Regions from separate parts of the Mus musculus genome. Here regions 2 and 3 are each linked to region 1. A link is a contact called in public HiChIP or PLAC-seq and promoter capture Hi-C data. All regions are on one chromosome and are shown on one strand. The core of a region is the stretch at or near the end of the contact, and the rest is flanking DNA. Distances in the headings are between cores, read along the strand shown. Region 1 holds the start of 0610030E20Rik (RIKEN cDNA 0610030E20 gene). Region 2 holds the start of Krcc1 (lysine-rich coiled-coil 1). Region 3 holds the start of Thnsl2 (threonine synthase-like 2 (bacterial)).

The links. Promoter capture Hi-C pulls out the DNA fragments that hold promoters and counts their contacts. HiChIP or PLAC-seq counts read pairs in DNA pulled down with a chosen protein or histone mark.
Region 2: a contact with region 1 is called in an H3K27ac HiChIP or PLAC-seq map of thymic regulatory T cells, with 7 times the contacts expected there. The contact joins the promoter of Krcc1 here to the promoter of 0610030E20Rik in region 1. A contact is called at or near these places in 6 of 39 promoter capture datasets (3T3-L1-derived adipocytes, the C10 cell line, hippocampal neurons and 2 more), 3 of 484 Hi-C or Micro-C datasets (CD4 T cells, pre-B cells and uterus) and 3 of 115 datasets of contacts at active chromatin or transcription factors (astrocytes, pancreatic cancer cells and thymic regulatory T cells).
Region 3: a contact with region 1 is called in a promoter capture Hi-C map of liver, with 2.2 times the contacts expected there. The contact joins the promoter of Thnsl2 here to the promoter of 0610030E20Rik in region 1. A contact is called at or near these places in 3 of 39 promoter capture datasets (cranial neural crest and liver).

Annotation. Positions count from the first base shown.
Region 1 is chr6:72,345,409-72,349,098 of GRCm38.p6, reverse strand. It overlaps 0610030E20Rik (RIKEN cDNA 0610030E20 gene), which reads right to left and starts at 1,782. Exons shown (of 4, transcript NM_026696.1): 1 at 1,584-1,782; 2 at 1,388-1,506; 3 at 419-570; 4 at 1-102. The coding sequence starts at 1,690.
Region 2 is chr6:71,269,266-71,273,160 of GRCm38.p6, reverse strand. It overlaps Krcc1 (lysine-rich coiled-coil 1), which reads right to left and starts at 1,484. Exons shown (of 3, transcript NM_001354706.1): 1 at 1,321-1,484. Mir8112 (microRNA 8112) reads right to left here and starts at 1,490; the gene lies at 1,360-1,490.
Region 3 is chr6:71,142,503-71,146,368 of GRCm38.p6, reverse strand. It overlaps Thnsl2 (threonine synthase-like 2 (bacterial)), which reads left to right and starts at 1,989. Exons shown (of 9, transcript NM_001033929.2): 1 at 1,989-2,078.

The sequences.
Region 1 (3,690 bases), core at 533-3,032:
TGCAAGTTCCTCCTGGATTCGCGATCTGAGGGCCTCCCGCATGGCTGGATCCAGAGGTGTGTGTGCTGATACTGCCTCACTCACCCTTCCAGGATCATCGTCCTACGTGGAGGAAGAGTCAGGAAGCTCAGAGCCTGGTTCTCCCTCAAACAAGTGCTGCTCTGTTCCTAGACAGCACGCTCACAGAACTGTTTGGCTTAAGGCTTCTGTTTCTCAGGAGTCCCCTGTAACAGTGATTCTCAACTGAGGGTCACAAGTTTTCCCTGTTCCCCCAACTAGGAATCTCTATGTGCTGAGACTATCTGCTGGGAAGACATATTTTCCCACTGGCCCTGAGATTAACAGCGGTTCAGGAACTGGTGGTAGTTTCCGTCATGGCCCAGGACGGTCACGCTGCAGCTGTTTCCAAAAGGCGTACCTGATAGACAATAACTGAAGTGACCTCGCCACTGTCCGCCTCATAGTCTAAACAGAAGAGCTGGCGGCCAGGAGGCTCTAGCTCGGAGCTTCCACTACTGCTGCTTTCACTGGCTTCCTCACAGTCTGGGTTCACGGGGTGGGTGGAGCCATCTGTAAGGGCAAACCAGAGTGAGAGGGAAGAGGGGGTATGCTGCTAAAACCCCTGCCCACAGAAATGATCAGAAAAACAGCACCAAGAAAGCCTCCAAGCTTCCAACAGACCCTGGGTGTGTATGTGTGTGTGTGTGTGTTATGTATGTAGCTGTCAATCAGGATTTTAACTTCTTCCCTCCACTCCAGCACAATCTGTTAAAAAGTAAGTATAAGCTGCATATGTCTCCTGCAAATATCACTGGAAGCTGCTGAAAGGATGGACAGAGCTCTGCCTCAGTTCAAATCCAGGCTCTGCCATTTACTAGGTCTGTGATGTTGGACACCTTATTCACCTCTCTGGCTAGGGAAACAGACATAAGAGTCCTCAGCTTAACAGCGTCCTACGGACTCAATAATGTACTCAAGATCTAACCCCTCTGTAAAGAACAGCCCACAAACTTAGTGTCATATGTTAGTCAACATGAGTTCATGGTCACAGAAAGCCCAAGAAAAGGCCATTTACTGGGTTTGTTTCATTTTATGTACTGATCTTTCTTTTCTTTTCTTTTTTTTTAAATCCCTGCCACACTTTCTCTTCCAGGTGGCAGAAATATTAAAACCCAGCCTGATAGATCACACTGGTGGACAGCGTTTCCTGGCCGGGTCCCAGCTACCTTATATAACAGTGCAGTTTAACTGGGGTCACTGGCCCAGGGGGCGCTGCTATTGATGCAGTGGCTGCTGTAAGGGCCAGGTGGGCAGGAGCCCTGACGCAGAGAGAGGGGCTTGCCCGGGGGCGGGACCGCGGGCGGGCGGGCGACAGGCGGCGGCTCACCTCGGTGGCGCGGCAGGTACACTTGTAGGTCTGGCTTGCGGGGCCGCGTGGGCGCGGGCGTGTGGCGCCTCCTCGCCTTCTCCTTGGCCGCCTGCTTCACCTTCTTGTCGTAGTCGTCCCTGCGGGGAGCCGAGCGGGAGTCAGGCGCTGTCACCCGGCCGAATCGGGCCGGGCCGGGCCTGGGGCGGGGCGGTACCGATCGAGCTGGTTCCGACGGATGTGGTGTACGAAGCCGTGGCTCATGTCCAGACGCCCGCCGGGCTTGCAGCACAACCCCGGCCCGTGATCCTGGGCCGCCTCCATTCGTATGCTGGGTACAGAACCGCCGTAACCGCCACAACTGCCGCGGAATTAGGGCCTTCGGCTGCGGACCATGACTTCCGGCCGCCGACCTCGGCTTCCGGCTCCGATGCCCTTTTTCCGGTTGCGTAGGGCCAGGCGCAGCGGAGCAGAGATGCTTTCGAAATTTGAGAACCTTCATCTGTGAGCGCCCGTAGAGCTGGAGGTCCTCTTACTTTGTGGTATCACCTGAACGAAAGAAGGAGTATATATAGCTAATACCAGGAAATTATTTTTAAAAATTCGAGTCATCCACGAATACTGAAAATGCATTCTATTAGTCTAGAGATGTTGACTTTCTTTTCCTAGCCCTTTAGTATAATAAACTTCACTATGAGATCATATGCGTGTGTCTATGTGTTGTGTGTATCTACTTTGCTCCTGTCTTTAAAGCTAGATTCTGCTCATGAGAAATATTTTGTCATCTCCATCACCTCTGCTCCATCTTCTTTTAGACCCCCTCCTTGCCTCCTATAGTTCTCTCCCCTTCTCTCCCCTCTTACACACACACACACACACACACACACACACACACACACATACACACTTAAAATCTAGGTCCTACATATGGGAAAAACATGCAATATTGGTGATTACTCTTTCTAAATTATACTGAATTCGCTTAACATCTTTAGGTTCACCATTTCCCTACAAATGACATTTCTTTATGGCAGAATTAAAGAAGACATGTTAATATATGCCACTTGGTTGACTCTTTAATCTAAATGTGCCTAGGTTTCCTTAATTTTGTTTTTGTAGTGTGTGTGTATAGGCAAGAGGACGACACTGGGTGCTCTTGTCTGTATTCTCTACCTGTTCCTTTGAGATAGGGCCTCTCACTTAACCTGTAATTCAGCTGACAGCCACCAAGCCCTAGTGGTCCTCCTGTCTCCATTTCCCACATGGCTAGGACTATAGGCATGAGCCCACTGTCAGCTTTTTCCACGGGTGCTGGAGTTTTGGACTCATGCTTGGACAGTAAGCTTTCTCACCAATTGAGCCAATCTCCTCCGTTTGTTTGCTTATTAGTGGACATACTAAAAACATCTGTCTCTGATAGGCAATGAGGCAGACAAGTGCTCACGTAGGTAAGTTTTCCCCACCCATACCCAGTCCCTATTTCAGCCACATTGGAGCTGCACTGCTGGTGTCCAGACCACTTGCTTAACTGACCATGAGAGGAACCAAGGCTTTTGAGGGTCTAATAGTGCATAGCCTTCTCTTGTTTCTTTCCTTCTGGCATGTAGCCTAGGATAGTCTTGAATTAACTATGTAGCTCAGTTGGCCTTAAACTTTGGGATTTGTTTTGCCTGATCCTGAGAGTATAGCTTTCCAAGTTTTCAGTTTAAAATGTAAACATCAGAAACTTATTAGAGCAGTGACAGAATCAAGTGCATCTGCTTGATGGAATTGTTATATTGAAAGTAAAGGAACAGACTGCCTTACCCTAGACGTGAATGAGACCTGGTCAGAAAGAGGAAACACCGACTCATACTTGAACATAAAATTCTAGGAAATGTAGTCACTATTGTGGTTTGGGTGGGATTCCACGTGGGCACAGGACATTTCTGGGGTGAGACAAGTTTCTTCTCTTGAATCTGTAAGTGTTCATACATCGCAATTTAGCAAATTAGACACATCAAACGTGTACTATCTTGTATATCAATTATACTTCGATGGAACTGTTCAAATAGGCAGGGACTAAGGCATGACTCAGTGGTAAGGCTGAATTTGAAGTTTTATTAGCTAAACAATAAATGCGCCTTAGCAGAGTATTTGCAAACTCATTTCAAGAGCCCTTTAAATATGATACTAATTGAAGTTCCCAGGTACAAGCCTGAATGAAGGAGTTAATTTGGGAATACTGACTCCTTTTCCTGTGTAGGTCATCAGTCCCTGATCAGGGGACATCTCTGGATCGTCGTTTCGAGACACAAATTGTCCTGAAGCTATCTCGGGTGGAG
Region 2 (3,895 bases), core at 235-2,734, 1.1 Mb after region 1:
AACACACACACACACACATCTACTGGGGTAGTCTACAGCTTTTGTGTTTTGGTAAATGTGTTGGTGAGAATGTCAAAACTCTCCAAACCTCCATCCATAAAAAGCGACTTAAATCACAATTTAACACGGTGCCCAGTGTCAAGTGCCTGGGACACCCCTGCCACACTTTAAGGAAAAGCTCTGGCTGTCAGGTTTACTGTTTATTTTAGCCCTCAACAGATGACACGCCTCCGTGTTTGTGATGCTGGGGTCTAAGGAGTTCTACCCACAGTAGAGCTCACTCTTAAAAAGCTAACAAATTCTGCCCGGTCCCAGGCCATTTTTGTTTTTTTTCCTGAGGTAGTGTTTCACTCTATAGCTCGTGCTGGCTAGGAATTCTCATGTAGACCAGGATGGCCTCTGCCCCTCCACTGCTAGGGATTTAAGGCGCTCAGCACCACGCCCAACAAAGACTCTAACTATCCCCTCATTTTAAGCTTATTTCCCACAGCTCAGCGGTCTTTCAGAGTCTATAGAAGCAATTCTTTGAAATGTAACTGGGATGAAGGAGGCGCCTAACTTCCTAGTTCTCAGCCGGCAGAAGCAATGCCTAACCCTTGGGGAGTTTTCACCTCTCCTGTCTACTTCAGGCCTTCTCTCCTTACACTTTTTTTTAAAGGCCAAAGTCACTCGGAGCACTCCAGAACACAGCTCAGTTCTGCTCCTAGTCAGTAGGGTTGGAATAAAATCTTGCTTCTCGCCACTCTCACACTGGTCAAAAAATGCTAAAACTCGGGTTACTACGGTCAAGAGACGTCTGGACATTTTTTTCTAACTCGTCTTCCTGGCAATCCAGAAGCCTAGAAAAGCTTCGGGGTGATCCGTCCCCTCCACCTCACCTCTCCTCTTCCTTGAGGAAACCTGGAAGCTCCCACCCTCCTGTCCAGAGCTCCCTAATTCCCCACTCATGCCTGTCGCTAAGTGGCCTGCTGGGAAGTCTCCTGTCCACGCTCCTGCACCAAACCGAGGCTGCTCTCTCCCGGGGTCGCTGGAGGACGGGGATTCCTCACTGAACCCCCACTGCCCTCGGCTCGGCCGCCTCTTCTCCTAGCCCCCTCGGACCTCGGCTTCCTCGCCAGGCCGTGAGGTCCCTCGGCCATGGCGCCGCGGATGCTGAGGGGTTCTGAGGAGAGAGTCAGGCGCTCCGAGGGGGGCCGCGCCCGGCTCTCGTCGGCCATTTCGAAGGCGCGGCGGGGCGGGGCCGGGGCGCTCGGCCTTCACCAGGCCGCGGGAGTTGAGGGCTGGAGCTCGGGCCGCCCCCGCCGCCGGGCGGGAACTCACCTTCTCTGAGGCAGGGGCGGGCGTCTACAACTACTGTCCCCCTCCCCGCCAACAACGCCGGCCGGGGGTCAGAGGCTGCGGTGGAGGTGGCGGAGAGGCAGAGACACCGCTGCCGCCGCCGCCGCCTCCGCCGCAGAGCAGGCGGGGTGGGAGGGGGGGAGGAGGCGGAGACCTGACTTCCTGAGGGGAAGTCGCCGCCACCACCCGCGGCTGACTGGACAGCGCCAGCGCCATGGCGGCGGGGGCGCGCAGGTGCGCGTGCGCAGCAGGGCGGCCGAGCCCTCGGGAAATTTTCTAGCCCCGCCCTCCATGTGTGCTCCGCCCCTTCCCGCCATTTCGGACTAACCGGCTCTGTCCGTGTGGGTAGGAGCTTGGGTGTCGGTCCTTCTTGCCATTGGAGGAAAGAAACCTAGTGACGAGGTTCAGCCCGGAAGCCAAAGTGAGTCTGGAAATGTATGGATCCACCGGCCAAAATATCTAAGAAACGCACATCTGCCTTTCCTCTTTCTTGTGCTCTTATATTAAGACTAAATATTAAGCACCATCCCTGCTCATGGTACGTTGCTAGCTAGCATAGTCCATAAATTCCCTCTTAGATTATACACGTTCGTGCATAGTATTCCTCAAAGCACACACACGGTATGCTCACCATACACGCTCCTATTACATAGATACAACATCACACAGGTACTACTAAAGTATATTTTAGTTTTCTTTACATGGTCATTATTTTGTGTGGAGCGGAGTGAGGGTGGGGCTCCTTTTACCTTATGCACCCCAGAAGTCGAACTCAGCTTCTGGGGCTTGGCAGCACACCGACCCATGTGTAATAGGGTCTTACTTTAGCTCAGGCTGGTCCCAAGCATGGATTGAAGTAATCACTTAAAAACCTCAGATGGACTGAGAAGCCCAGAGTTGACTGTTGACTGCTGAAGCTTCTGATAAGGAGATCCACATACCAGACCCGCTAGCCTCTCCCACTTCCTGACTGCAGGGGAACTGACCTGCAAATGGAATCTTCCAACCCCAAAGCTCCCTCCCTCCGCCTCCCCCCCCCCCTTTCAGTCCTACAAAACCCAACCCCTTACTCCCCAACACGTGCCACTTGGGCATAGTCTCACTTCCCTGAGAGACTGCAGCCCTTCAGTTCTGATTAAAGATCAGTTCTGTTTCAGGAGATGTCTGTCTACCCTTCATTTCCACTCGCCTTCACCAATCCCTTTCTATCATCTCTCAGTCTCGCAAGGGCTGAAATTTAACGAGTGAGCCAGGAAGCTCCACTAGGGTCTTTGGTTTTTAAAGCCGAAGACTGCTTTACTCCCAGGCTGGCCTGGAATACAGGATCCTTCTACCTCAGACTCCCAAGTGCTGGAATTAGAAGCCCCTTCACCCACTGGACCATGTTAAAGGCCCTGCTTCCGGTTAATACTACACTACTGTGTAAGTCAACAGGCTGCACTTGCTTCCGTTGCCAAGCATTGCCACTCCCCGACTGCCTAATAAACTCCGTCCGTAAAAGGCTTCACACAGAGACAAGCAGTCCATTAATGATTCCACGCTTATTAATAACACAGGGACAAGAGAGAACCTGAGGTTTTGGTCTGTGCTGTAATTAGACAACATATAATGGGCTATTATGTGAGTGACTTTCTCTCTTCCCTCTACCCTTTAAAAATATTTATTAATTTTATTTTTAAAATATTCTGTATTACATAAAAACTTACAAAGAAATAGAAACGTGGTGTTCCTAAAGATCTGCTCATAATCGTGTGTGTGTGTGTGTGTGTGTGTGTAGTGTGTTTCTTTTTTTGGCTTTTCGAGACAGGGTTTCTCTGTAGCCCTGGCTGTCCTGGAACTCATTTTGTAGATCAGGCTGGCCTCGAACTCAGAAATCCGCCTGCCTCTGCCTCCCAAGTGCTGGGATTAAAGGTGTGTGCCAGCCACCACGCCCTGCGTGTAGTGTGTTTCTGTGTGGAGACGGTATGTGCCCATGTGTGTGTGTCCTAGGAGGTCAGATGCATCAGATCCCCTGGAGACATGTCTGGTTATAAGTGGTCTGATGTGGGTTTTGGGAACCTGACTCAGGTCCTTTGCAAAAGCAGTACAGAGCTCTTAACCTTTGAGCCATCTGGGTAGCCCTTCACCTTTATTTTCAATGCCATTCCCCTTGTTTATTTAGCACCCCCTTAATTCAGTCTCTAAACGTTCTCGTTGGTCTCTCACATTGCTTATGGCACAAATGGATGAGCCTAGGAGTGTACGAGCTCTTCCTGGCCTGTTTAATATTGCCAAGCACTCTGACCATCCTATTATTAGACTCAGCAGGGGCTGGCAAGCATTTTCTGTAAAAGGTCATCAGTAAGCACTTTTGGCCCCGCTGGTTCCAAGTTTTCTAAGGGACATAGCCACCATGCTACAAATACATCTGTAGGAAAGACGTGAGCAAGTGAGTGTGCTTGCTTTCTGATAGTTATATTTAGAGTAACAGAAATTTGAATTTTGTCTAGGTATTTTGCTACAAAATTCATTTGCCTCCCCCCACCCCTCCACCAAACCATTAAAGACAGTAAAAACT
Region 3 (3,866 bases), core at 740-3,239, 1.2 Mb after region 1:
AAATAAACAATAAAAAAGAATGCCTTAGTCAGAATATATTTTTATTTTTTATTATTTTATGTGTATGAGTGTTTTGCCTGCAGGTATGCTTGCATGCCTGATACTGATGGAGGTCGAAACAGGGAGTTAGGTCCCCTTCATCTAAAATTACAGATGGTTGTGAGCTGCCTCGTGGGTGTTGGAAACTGAACTCCAGAAGAGCAACCAGTGTTTTGAACTGCTCCCGTCTCCAGCTCTAGTCTGACTATTTGATATTATTACTGCATTTTAATAAATAGATGGATAGATAGATAGATAGATAGATAGATAGATAGATAGATAGATAAAAGACAAGAAAAATGGAAGAAACTCATTTATGGCTCCAATATAGAATATGAATACTACAGTTTACTGTGCAGCCTGCTCTCAAAGTCCAGCCTTCTTCCTGGAGTTCCTGTCTTGAACACCCCAGAGGCAGTAACCCCTAATGATTAACTTAGTTGTCTCCAGCCTTTAGCTCCTCTCCTTGGTGAGAAGTCAAAGTACACTTCACAGAAGAACTTTGGGCTCCCTCTGGGCCCCAGGGTGGTGCTGTCCTGTAGGCCTGCCTGAGCCAGGCAGGGAGGCTGTCCTTGGATGCGATTTCTTTGGGAACACTGTAACAAACACTGCTGACTTTTGTGAGTCCCAGTTTTCCTGGCTTCTGAATGGTTAAATGCACCTCATGGAAAGTACAGAAACACGTTGGAGAAGGTCCATGGCTGACCTGTATCCCTCAATAGGTTGGTGCCTCTGACCTCTGTCAACTCTATGGCAAGTCCCTGGCCCATTTTGTACTCAGAAGGCCTATCCCATATCCTGAGCAGGGACAGTCTCTCAGTGCCTTCTACCAGGAGACTGAGCTGGCTACTCAGGGGCAGCTTCACACACTGTTGCCTAGTGGATGGCCTGTGTAGGGGAGGACTAGACGGCAGGCAACTTGAATAAGCACAGGCCTCAGGAGGAGGAAGGAGACAGGCAAAGACCAGGCCAAGGCCAGGGCTAAGAATAAATCTTAGACTGTACTTGTCTGGTCCATCTTCAAACCTATGTTTATCTTGGAGCGTGAATGTAAATCCTGGGACATTTGATCATGTTTGGAGAAAAAAATACCCCAAATTCTTGCTTTTTTCCCTCCCTGAAAAATAAATTAGGGCCTGAGACTGCAGCTCCACTGGTAAGGTGCTTGCCGAGCCCACACAAAGTTCTGCTTCGATTCCCAGCATAAGCCGTTGGTAACACAAGTCTGTAATGTCAGCACTCAGGAGATGGAGATGGAAGATCGGGACTTCAAGATCATCCTTTACTGTATAACCAGCTTCCATGAAGAAGGGGGGAGAACATAGAGAAAAGGAAGGGGAGGGGGAAACTGAGTCAGACTTACGCTTCTATAGATAGTATTGTTCTATTAAGAATTTTTTAGCTAAATGATGCACCCATCTGGTGGATTTTAGCACAGGCTCTTGGATTTATGTAAACCAGAATCCTGAAAGCCAAAGGATGGAATGGTGGAAGGCTAAGTCCTTCTTCCCACATTGCCCTCTGATTTCTCATCTAAAAACAAAACAAAGCTTTTAATCCCAGCACTCGGTGGAGGAGTTAGGAAAGGGATGTGCAAAGACAGGCAGATCTCTTTGTGAGTTCAAGGCCAGCCTGCTCTACATACAATCTCCTGAGTGGCCAGAGCTACATAGAGACAGGTCTCTCAATAAGTAAACAAACAAATAAAAACAGAACAAAATGTCACCGTCTTTTATTCTATCGAGTCTCAGCGAAGATCATGAGTCTAAAAGAGAATCCAGAGTCTGAAAGGCACTCATTGAACACAAAGGCTAGTGTTCCGGTGTCTGCCTTGTCCCCCACCCGACCCCCCTACTCCTGTCTTCCAAGCTCTGTCTTCTACCCCTCCCCGAAGTCCCTTCTCCACTCCCCCTCCTCCGCCCTCTGTAGGAGCTCCTCCCCAGCTTTGGCTTTAAACTCAGAACCTCCGGCTCAGGGAAGTCAGAGCTGTGCGCGTCGCCCACTGGACTCGGGTCTCCAGGCAGCTCCGCGCCCCTACGGTAACCTCGCCCAGTTCTCTGCTGCGTGCCCCCCACCCCGCGCTCTCCACGGTGACACGTCAGATTTCTGGCTGCTGTCCTGGTCCCGTAGCTCAGCTTGGCTTCCGGGCCACCGTTTTAAAGCCAGCTGGGGCCTTAGGATGGCAGCAGCCCCAATAGCCCTAGCAGCCCGCGCGGGTGGAGGATTTCTCATGTTTTTCTCCTGCAGCCAGGGTTCGGCAGTGTGGGAGTAACCCGGAAACTCAGGACAGTGCGCTGTGTTCAGAGGGTAGGGATGGGGTCTTAGGGTTCGGCGAGCTCGCCAGCGGGTGTACACCGCCCGCCCTCCCAGGCCTTGCTTTAAACTCCAATCCAGGAGTAGTGATCTACCACTAGGGGCGAGACTCCATGCCTCCCCACCTCCGCTACCGCCGCGCCGAATCCCGCCCCAAAGGCGGGATTACTGTTATTATTTATCGTGGTTATTGCCCTGTCTCCGCTCTGGAATAAAATCCAGAAACGTTCCAAAAAGTAATTATCACAGTAAAGTACAGCGGAGATCTGAGTCCAGAGCCCTGACACAACAGTCTTAAAAAAAAAAAAAAAAAAAAAGTCGTTAGCTGTTTCTTGTAGCTTTTTCTGCGCTGTCCCTTGAAGTGATCTTTCAGAACCGACCGACAGCCCTTAATCCTGTGAGAAGCTTGGGACTGTTTGCTAATCAAGCCATCTTCTTATTCTGGCACATGCTTAGCTCAAGCCGGGCTTTCTTCACCTCTGTGCCTTGTTCATGTCTTTCTTGGGTTGCAGAATCCCCACCTCAGTGCCCGGGTATCATGTGGTCCATTCTACCGAGGACCAAGGACAGGGCTTTGGAAAAATGTTCCTCATAGCTCCACCTGCTTCTGCCCTGTCCCAGCACCCCCAGCCCTTTGATCAGTAGAACTCCCTGGCTGCATTTCCTTTAGTCAGGTCCAGAATCCTTATGCAGCAAGGATTTCAGGGCAGTTTGCTCTAACGTTGTTCACAGCATTCCAGAACTCCCTGCAGTTACTGAAGGCACTGCTAAGCCTTTGACCTCCTGGCCCTGCTTCTGCCTTCTGAGCAGCTGTGCCTATGTCCCATGTCATGGACTCCTATGTGGGCTGATTCCTGTGTCCCAGATTCCTAACGTCATTTCTGTTTATACCCATTGCCCAGCATTACATTATCCACCCTGGTTCTATTTGATAATATTCTTGGTTTCAGGCATGTCTAATGCATGTGACTGAGAATAGCTATGAATAGGGAGGCCCAAAACAAAATTCTAAGCTTACTTAAAACATTATGTGATTTCATGTATCTCTTGCTCTTATAACTTGATGGCACCATTCTGAGGCCTGAACTTTGTAGATAGCAAAGTTATGTTGCAATGTCAAAAGGTGGGACCTGCCTGGTTGATAATTTAGCACAGCCTTGCTTCTAAGCTGAATGCACGTGCATTTGTAGGCAGCAGAGTGGTGTGTGTCAGCTCACTGTGGACCCACAAGTGTCACAGACCTGGAGGAGGAAGCCACAACTTCAGGCCTGGAGGTGGAGCTTAGTGGCAGAGTAATTGCCTAGGATAGGCCTGGGCTCCATTTCCAGGGTCAGGGGAGGCCAAAGGGAAGGAAAGGGAAACTAGGATTCTCGGTCAATGTCAGATTTCCCCTTCTTATGGGCAGGGGTGCAGAAATGCCTAAGTGGTATTGGGAGCTATGTGTAGTCAAGTTGACAGGTTTAACCATGGAAACTATAAACTCTGCTGTAATCTCTGTCCCATTCAAATGATCA